2 separate regions of the Mus musculus genome follow, and region 1 is linked to region 2. Evidence: chromatin contacts called from public Hi-C data. All regions are on one chromosome and are shown on one strand. The core of a region is the stretch at or near the end of the contact, and the rest is flanking DNA. Distances in the headings are between cores, read along the strand shown.

The links. Hi-C and Micro-C count contacts between places; a contact is called where the count stands out from the background.
Region 1: a Hi-C map of B cells shows a contact between it and region 2, with 6 read pairs. The contact joins the promoter of Exosc5 here to the promoter of Trappc6a in region 2. A contact is called at or near these places in 2 of 39 promoter capture datasets (cranial neural crest and frontonasal cranial neural crest) and 1 of 484 Hi-C or Micro-C datasets (B cells).

The regions. Positions count from the first base shown.
Region 1 is chr7:25,657,887-25,661,815 of GRCm38.p6, forward strand. It overlaps Exosc5 (exosome component 5), which reads left to right and starts at 1,267. Exons shown (of 6, transcript NM_138586.3): 1 at 1,267-1,497. The coding sequence starts at 1,350. Bckdha (branched chain ketoacid dehydrogenase E1, alpha polypeptide) reads right to left here and starts at 875. Exons shown (of 9, transcript NM_007533.5): 1 at 747-875. The coding sequence starts at 854.
Region 2 is chr7:19,506,194-19,510,566 of GRCm38.p6, forward strand. It overlaps Trappc6a (trafficking protein particle complex 6A), which reads left to right and starts at 2,477. Exons shown (of 6, transcript NM_025960.4): 1 at 2,477-2,639. The coding sequence starts at 2,556. It overlaps Bloc1s3 (biogenesis of lysosomal organelles complex-1, subunit 3), which reads right to left and starts at 2,177. Exons shown (of 2, transcript NM_177692.4): 1 at 2,112-2,177; 2 at 1-1,417. The coding sequence starts at 1,408. The coding sequence ends at 821.

The DNA.
Region 1 (3,929 bases), core at 17-2,516, 6.2 Mb after region 2:
CCATATCCAGATAAACAAACACACAGGGCTAGGAGCCAAACTCTGGACGTGGCGCGTGCTAGGCAAGCATTCTACACTGTGGTGGTACATTGCCAGACCGCAACAGATTTTGGAAGTGTTATCCTGCCCTTATCAACAATGGATCAAAAGGGAATTCCGAGTTTTCTCCAGTGTTTTCAAGAAAAGTGGGCAGCCAAGCACCGTAGCTTACATCTGTAATGCCAGTACTTGGGAGGCTGGGACAGGACTATCTCCAGTTCGATGCCTGTCTAAGCATCTGGGTGAGCTAAAGGCCATTCCGGACTCGTGGGTGAGATCCTGTCTCAAAAAAATAACGTGGGCAAAGGGTCCTGTTTGAACTTGTAGCTCTCTTTGTCTCCCTTCATAATCATCTTGTGTAAAGGACAGTCATGGCAAAGTCCCTTGCCTTGCCTTTTGATCAGGTGGCATAGGAATCAAACCAGTTTCTTGCTCAACTCCCTTTACAGTTGGAATTTAAGCAATGTAGGACCCTATGAAAACCTGATCTGTCCTTTCAACCCCCGTCTCGTCTCCTTCTATCGAGGCCCACAAGTAGCTGCCTTGCTTTTCCTCTAAAGGGATTCTTCCCTTGAATTTCTCTTCAAGAAGTTTCTCGGACCTTTTCTTTCTTTCCTTCACAGCCCGCGGTGTCTCACACAATGTAAGAATAACTTTTACGTCTCTATTTCTCCCTAAGAAAGACCCCGTGGGGCTCAGATACTCACAGATCTAGCCAAGCCCCGAACCCCAGATCGTCCCAACAGGAGAAGAGCAGCCTGGCGCAGGCCACGGCTCGGCCTCCAGATCTTGGCCGCAGACATCACTATCGCCATCTTGGCTAATAACCACTCCTCCTTTCTCACAGGATAGACATACGGCTGTCCCACCAGATGCCTTATTCAAATAGCAGCACCGCTAGGCCAACACGCTATCTGCTTCTAACCACCTTGCGACAAAGACGCATAAATGAGTAAGGTGGCAATTTTTAGTCTCTAAAATTGCTCCGGTCGTCTGCTTCTAGTTGCTCCTAATTCAGGCAACTAAAAGGACAACTTAACTTGAACCTTCAGGGTTCAGGACCCGGAGCCCTGAGCAAAATGGGCCCTCTCCAAGTCCCTCCCCCTGTTCCCTGTTGTCCAATGGCTATGCCAGAATTGGGAGGTGGAGGTGGGCGGGACCAGATTGTTAGTAAACGCTGAGCCACGTGCTAGGGCCAACTCGGGCGTGCCCTAGACGGGCGCATGCGCAATAGGTACGCGGCCGGTAGAACTGCGCGCGCCGCTAAGCGGAAGCTACGGTGGGAGCCGCAGCGCGCGTGGTCAGCGGCTATGGAGGGCGCAAAGCGTGCAGACGCCAATTTACTCACTGACACCGGAACAGAGTCCAGCCCCCGAAGTCCAGTCTGCAGTCTCCGGCACTTTGCTTGTGAGCAAAACCTGCTGTCCCGGCCGGATGGATCTGCTTCTTTTCTTCAAGGTACGAGCCTCACCAAGTTTAACTCAGCGCGCGCCATCCTCACCGAAGAAGGGTTTTTGAAGAGCGGTTACTGTGTAGTATGTAACCAAGTACGCCCGCCTCCTTGAACTTATTTCTAGATGTTGAGTATACCCACCTCCCGTCTCGAGAAGAAATGAGTTGGCCAGCCTGGTAAATCCCTCTCAGAGGAGATCGAGAGCAAGACCACTCTCATAAGAGTGACTATCCCAGAATAGGTATTTCACCAAGGCAGATATTACCCTTCTCTAGATTTCTTTCTTTCTTTTATCTTTCTTTCAAGACTTATTTTATTTATATAAGAGCACTGTAGCTGTCTTCAGACACACCAGAAGAGGGCATCAGATCCCGTTACAGATGGCTGTGAGCCACCATGTGGTTGCTGGGAATTCAACTCAGGACCTTTGGAAGAGCAGTCAGTGCTCATAACCACTGAGCCATCTCTCCAGCTCCCCTTGACTAGATTTCTTGGGTTTTTGTTGTTGTTGTTGTTGTTGTTGTTTTCACTTTGTTGTTGAACTCACTTTGTAGACCAGGCTGGCCTTGAACTCAGAAATCCGCCTGCTTCTGCCTCCCGAGTGCTGGGATTAAAGGCGTGCGCCACCACGCCTGGCTTTGACTAGATTTCTTAAAAAACACTTCTAGATCCATACATCACCGGTTGAGGCTAAGGTGTTTATTTGCATAAATACCCTTTGAGACAGACACATCACCACCACTGGTTTAAATATAATTACTGTGGCAGATGATACATCTAAGTAAGTGCTCTTCAAATTAAATGTGATCTTCCCATCCTGGGCTGAGAAGCATCTCCCCTTCCCCGGTCCCATCATTTAAGAAAACGTGCCTTTCCTTGGTATACACATTTCATCAGACTAAATGAATAGGGAGAAAAGAGAAGTCTTGTGGCTGAGACCCACACAACCCTATATCCCAGTCGGGCCAGCCAACTTTGAGAGGTCATGAGAGGGTGAGAAACTACCAGAGTAGACAGATGAGAGGGCAGAGACAGAGTTGACAATGGTGAGTTTGTTTGAGATGTTAAAGGCTGATCACCTTATGGCTAATAAGCTAGAGGTCATTGCTTATAGTGGTGGGTCAGAAAGAGCGAGAAAAAAAACAGTTGAGACAAGTCTCCAGGCATTTTCCTGCGAAGGAATCAGATAGATGGGGCAAGAGCTGACGACTGATAGAGCTTAAGAAAGGAGAAAACTGGCAGGTCAGTGGTGGCACACACCGTTAGTCCCAGCACTTGAGACACAGATGCAGGGTCTCTATGAGTTTGAGGCCAGCCTGGTCTATAGAGGGAGTTCCAGGACAGCCAGGAAACCCTGTCTTGGGGAAAAAAAAAAAGGGGAGACAGCTCGGGGCTGGAGAAATGGTTTCTCTTACAGAGAACAAAGTTGAGTTCCCAGCACCCATTCAGGCAGCTTTCAAGCACTTGTAACTTGTGGGGAGCCAGGATATTGGAAGCCCTGTTATGGCCTCTGCAGGGAACTATACACACACACACACACACACACACACACACACACACACATAACTTAAAAAGTAAAATAAATACTAGGGGGAAAAGAAGAGAATTTCTGCAGCCACATCATCGAGATGGTGGGAAGAAAGAGACTCCCTTGCTCGCTGAGAGCACAGTCTATCTAGCAGTACAGGAATGTAGCTCTAGTAAGCACCTGAGTCTATTGGGTTACCTCTGGTTTCATTGGAGAAGCACCCACAGATGTTTAGTGTTCTCATCCCAGGCTGGCTCTCAGCTTAGCTCATTGCTGAAATCAGCCTCCCCTATCTCTTGGGATATAAGAAATAGAGAGGGAACCTTCCCATGTTCTAAAACCCTAAACTCACAGGGCCCTAGTGCAAGCTGGAGACTTGGCAGACTTTCAAAAAGAATGTTGCAGACACTTCTGACCTCAAAGGCTCCTGTAAGAACACCCGATGGAGGGGGCTGTGGCTGCGGCAGGCAAGCAGTGCAAATGATGTGTATGTATGATAATGACACAATATCCCTATTACTTGACATTTGTCCTCACTAGGAGTCTCTTGCTGTGACAAGGACATAACCAGAATCAACGTGGCAGAACCTGGCTTTTCATGGCTTGTTCAGCCTGCTTTCATAGATAACCTAGGACCACCTGCCCAGTGGTGGCGCTGCCCACAGTGAGTGGGGGCCCTTCTATATCAGTTGTTGATCACTAAAATGCCCTACAGGATCATGCAGCAAGACCCTGTCTCAAGAAAAAGAAAATGCCCCCACAGACCTGCCTGCAGGCCAGTCTGATGGAGGCAATTCCTCATTTGAGTTTCCTCTTTCCAGGTATGGCTAAGTTGACAAAATGCAAAGCAAAAGAAGCAACTAGCCGGCACAGTAGCTTACCTTAAAGGCAAAAACAAACAAACAAACC
Region 2 (4,373 bases), core at 1,227-3,726:
GCTTGTTTGTTTCTTTTGAAGCAGGGTGGTCCTAGGAATTGAACCCAGGGCCGCCCACACTAAGCGTACACGACACCACTGAGCTACAGTCTCACCCCACCACCCGAGCTCCCTTCCACATAAGGTCACTGAATCCTCATTAAGACAGAGACAAAAGGAGTGGCCAAAAAGACACCCAAAGAGCCAAACCCAAAGAGGCAAAAAGAACCTGTTATCCTCGAGGCCCATAGAGGTCAGAATCCAAGTCCTTTTAGCATCCAGAAAGAGACACAGTGAGTGGTAGATTTGTATTTGTGGTGTCATGTCTCTATAGCGATCAAAACACCAGGAGGCGCTGCCCCTGACACAAAGGCCTAAGAATTAGGGTTACTACCCAGGCCCTAGGTTGGTCTGCATTTGGCCACAGCGGTCGGTAAGAGGGATATGTGTAAGAGGAAGGTATCCTCGGGTCAGGAGTGATCATCATTTAGGGATGTAAACTAGAGAGACACCACTACCCCCCAAAGCCTAAATTCAGAAAGGCTCAACAAAAGAAAGCAAACCTCTGGCTTTGCCCAAGAGTAAAGCTGAATTTAGGAAACAGGACCAGAATGGATAGGGGCTAAGCTACTTGATAGCCACAGAACCTGGGTTGGGGAGCCCGGAATTGTGCTAAGAATATCAAAGAAGATGCGAGGATTCGGCTTCTGTCGGCATTGATCAAATGCTACCACGCATTGGAGGCCTCGGTGATCCAGGAACAAAAACAGAGTCAGATGCCACAGGTGGTACGAATGTTCACCAAGAGGCAGAGTCAGGTGGGGGGACACAGAGTGACAGCCTAGGCTCTAGGTCCCGGGTCCTGCTCGGGCTCCATACCAGGGACCCCTCGTATGTCCGGCAGCAAGCGACAGCCAGCCACGATATCCAGGCGCTCGGCGAGCGCGCAGAGGTCCCCGCGCGCCAGGCGCACGCTGTGGGCGGCTGCCAGCCCGGTGGCCTGAGCAGCCGCCAGCCTCCCCGCCAGGGCGGCCACATCGCGACCCGCACGGCGGTACACGCCGCTCACCGCAGCCGCTACGTCGTGGTCCAGGCGCGTCTGGCTCTCAGCCAACCGGAGCTGCAGCAGCGAGCGCGCAGGCGCCATGGCAGGGGTCTCCTCCGTGCCCCAAGTCTCCGCCGGATCGCGCTGCACCACGAGCGGGGGCAGGTCGACCGGCACAACCGTGGGCTCGGGCTCAGGCTCCGAGTCGGTCTCCGCCGCCTCCCCGGCCACACGCAGCCCCGTGGGACGGCCGCGCGTAGGGCCCGAGGGACCCAGGTATAGTTCCTCCTCGGACGAGGATGCAGACAGCTCCGAGTCGGTCTCCGCAGCTTCCCCAGGTACCACTGTCCCCGGCCTTCTCCGCCGACCCTGGGATGACTCCATGGCACGGAGCTGGAGAAGAGGAATTGAGCGGACGTGAGGTCCCGAGTCCCAGCCCCTTCACCGCCATCCCCAGCGAGTCCTGACTTGGGCCTCAGTTTCCTCGTGTACACATGGGTTGGAATTGTGCACCTCTGTATCATTTGTGTGCACACCGGGGACATCAAGGACCGTCCAGGCAAAGCCTTAGAACTAGGTCACACGAGATGGCTCAGCTGGGAAAAGGCACTTGCAATCAAACCTGACGCCAAGAGTTCGAACCCAGGGACCCACATGGTGGAAGAAGCGAACTGAGGCCCGTACAGTTGTCCTCTGAGCTCTACACGCGTGCTAGAGACGCACGCGTATATATACATTAACTAATATAAAATAATAATAATGACTTTAATTCCCAGCACCGGAGGAGAGGCAGGAAGATCTCTGTGAGTTCGAGATCAGCCTGATCCTCAATAGTGCCAGGCCATCCAACATTACATACATAGTGAGAACTTGTCTCAAAATAATACTGACAATAATAAAGTAAGTTTTAAAAGCTTTGTAACCAAGAGTTCCCAGAGTCCCACCAGCACAGGCCACACCCTCCACTGTCCTCCTGGCCAGCGAGCACTTGGCCGCAATAGGCACCAGGGCAAACAGAAAGGACAGCCGCCCGAGGGGACCCTTAACAAGAGCCACCGACACCAGAGTCCCGGAAGGAAGGCCATACCGGGTCTCCGAGGCTCCGAGCCCAAGGGGTCCGCTGCCTGGCGGAAGTGAGCCGGTCTCTCGCAGCGTCACGTGAGCCGAGTTATGGCCAATAGGAAAGCGGTTAGACAAGTCGCTTCCGTAGTGTGGGTTTATTTATTTATTTGCTTATGTATTTAGGAAAATTCCGTTTGACGCGTAAATTTATTTTTTTTAATCTTGGACCCTCACAGGAATCAGAGACTCAGCCAATTGGATGTCCGAAGACTCGGGAGCAGGGAGGGAAGCGAAGAAAGGGCGGAAGATGTTAACAGCGCGGCCAAGGAAGGGGCTCGGTGGACCCGCCTCCTGGCTTTCAAGAAGCAGGCGGAGCTAAATAGGATCACCAATCAGATCGGGCCTACCTCCCGAGCTGACCAATGGGAGCCGGAAGCGTTGGCCAGGCGTGAGGGTCGCGAGGCGGCGTATGGCGGACGCGGTGCTATTCGAGTTTCTGCACACCGAGATGGTGGCGGAGCTGTGGGCCCCGGACCCGGACCCAGGCTCGGGGGTGAGCGGCACGCCGTGGCCTCGGGGTGGAGAAGTGGGGTGTGATCGAGCCTTATGGCAGGTCATTGCTGAGGCGGAGCGAGATGACTTGGGTCAAGGCGCTCAGTTCTAGGCCTCGTCCTGGGGCGCCGTTGATAATTAGGGTAATTGGCTGTTATTGGGCTCAGATGAGGGCTCGCCTCACCACCCACTTAGTATGCAACTCAACATCTTTAATCTTCCTATCCTTCCGTTTCCTCCTTAGAAAATGCACCCTCAACCATACCCGGTCTCATCTGTCCCCTCTGCCTGTGTGCTGGATAAAGTGCGTGCTGATCGCGCTACACCCCAGCACACAGTGAGTTTTTTAGTATGGATTTGCCCCTGTAATGAGTAAAGACCCCACCCGGTAATGTGGAAGGTGGCGCTGGGATCACTGAAATATTGTAATCAATAATAGTTACCACCACTTATGTGTTCCTTTGTGCCTTCCTGTGTGTCATACTCCCATCCACCTCCCATTGTCTTCCTTCTCATCCTAGGGAGGTCATGAAGAAGCTGCTTTGTGCAGAGGCACATGCTCTGGGAAGGAGGGAGCCTGCTTCCTCTCTGCTCTGTGTCACCTTGACTCTAATAAAGAGATTAAAATAGCTTTCTGTGAGCCTGCACAGATATGAGCTTGCCCAGGGCTCTCCTCGTAGCTCCTAACTGCTGCCACCGACTGTGTCCGTACTGGGGGCCCTACAGCTGAGGTAATAGAGTTAGTGGGAGTGTGGCCCGATCATCAGGTCTCAGGAGCCTCCCTGATTTTTTGGGAGGGTGGGGGTGGGGGGGTTCGAAACAGGGTTTCTCTGTGTAGCCCTGGCTGTCCTGGAACTCACTCTGTAGACCAGGCTAGCCTCAACTCAGAAATTCACCTGCCTCTGCCTCCCAAGTGCTGGGATTAAAGGCGTGTGCCACCACGCCCGGCTGCCTCCCTGATTTTATAGGCTACATGGCAGTTTGAACTTCCATGACTGTGTGGGAGTTCAAGACCTGCTGCAGAGACTGCTCTGCTCTCTCTTTTCTTCCCTGAGTATCCCTACGCCAACCCGACTCTTGAAGCAGGTTTTCACTGTATGACCCAAGCTGGCTTCTGGTGATCCTCCTGCCTCTGCCTGAAAAGTACTAGGATTATGGGCCCTCCCGTGTCTGGTTTGCACATTGCGCCTCCAGTGTGGTACAGTCAGCCTCTGCATCCCAGAGTGCTGCATCAGTGGTGGCGCACGCCTTTAATCCCAGCACTTGGGAGGCAGAGGCAGGCGGATTTTTGAGTTTGAGGCCAGCCTAGTCTATAGAGTGAATTCCAGGACAGCCAGGGCTATACAGAGAAACCGTGTCTTAAAAAAAAAAAAAAAAAAAAACAACAAAGGATATCTCATCTCACTTATATACTGTTCCACTCTCACACATGCGATCCTGCTGCCTGCACTTCCCAAGGGCTGGAATTGGATGCAGAGATGTCGTTTTAGTTAATTTAGTTAATTAATACGTCTCTAGTGATTATTTACAAACTTTAAAATTTTTTTCTAAACAGTATGGTATAACTATATAGTAATTACATTGTATTAGCATTATAATCATCTAGAAAGGATTTATAGTCTATAAGAAAGCTAGGGTTTGGCTCAGCAGTGCAGCTCCTGCCTAGAATCCCCCAGTGAGGGGCTGGGGTTGTAGTTCAGTGGTAGAGCCCCTGCCTAGAATCCTTCAGTGAGGA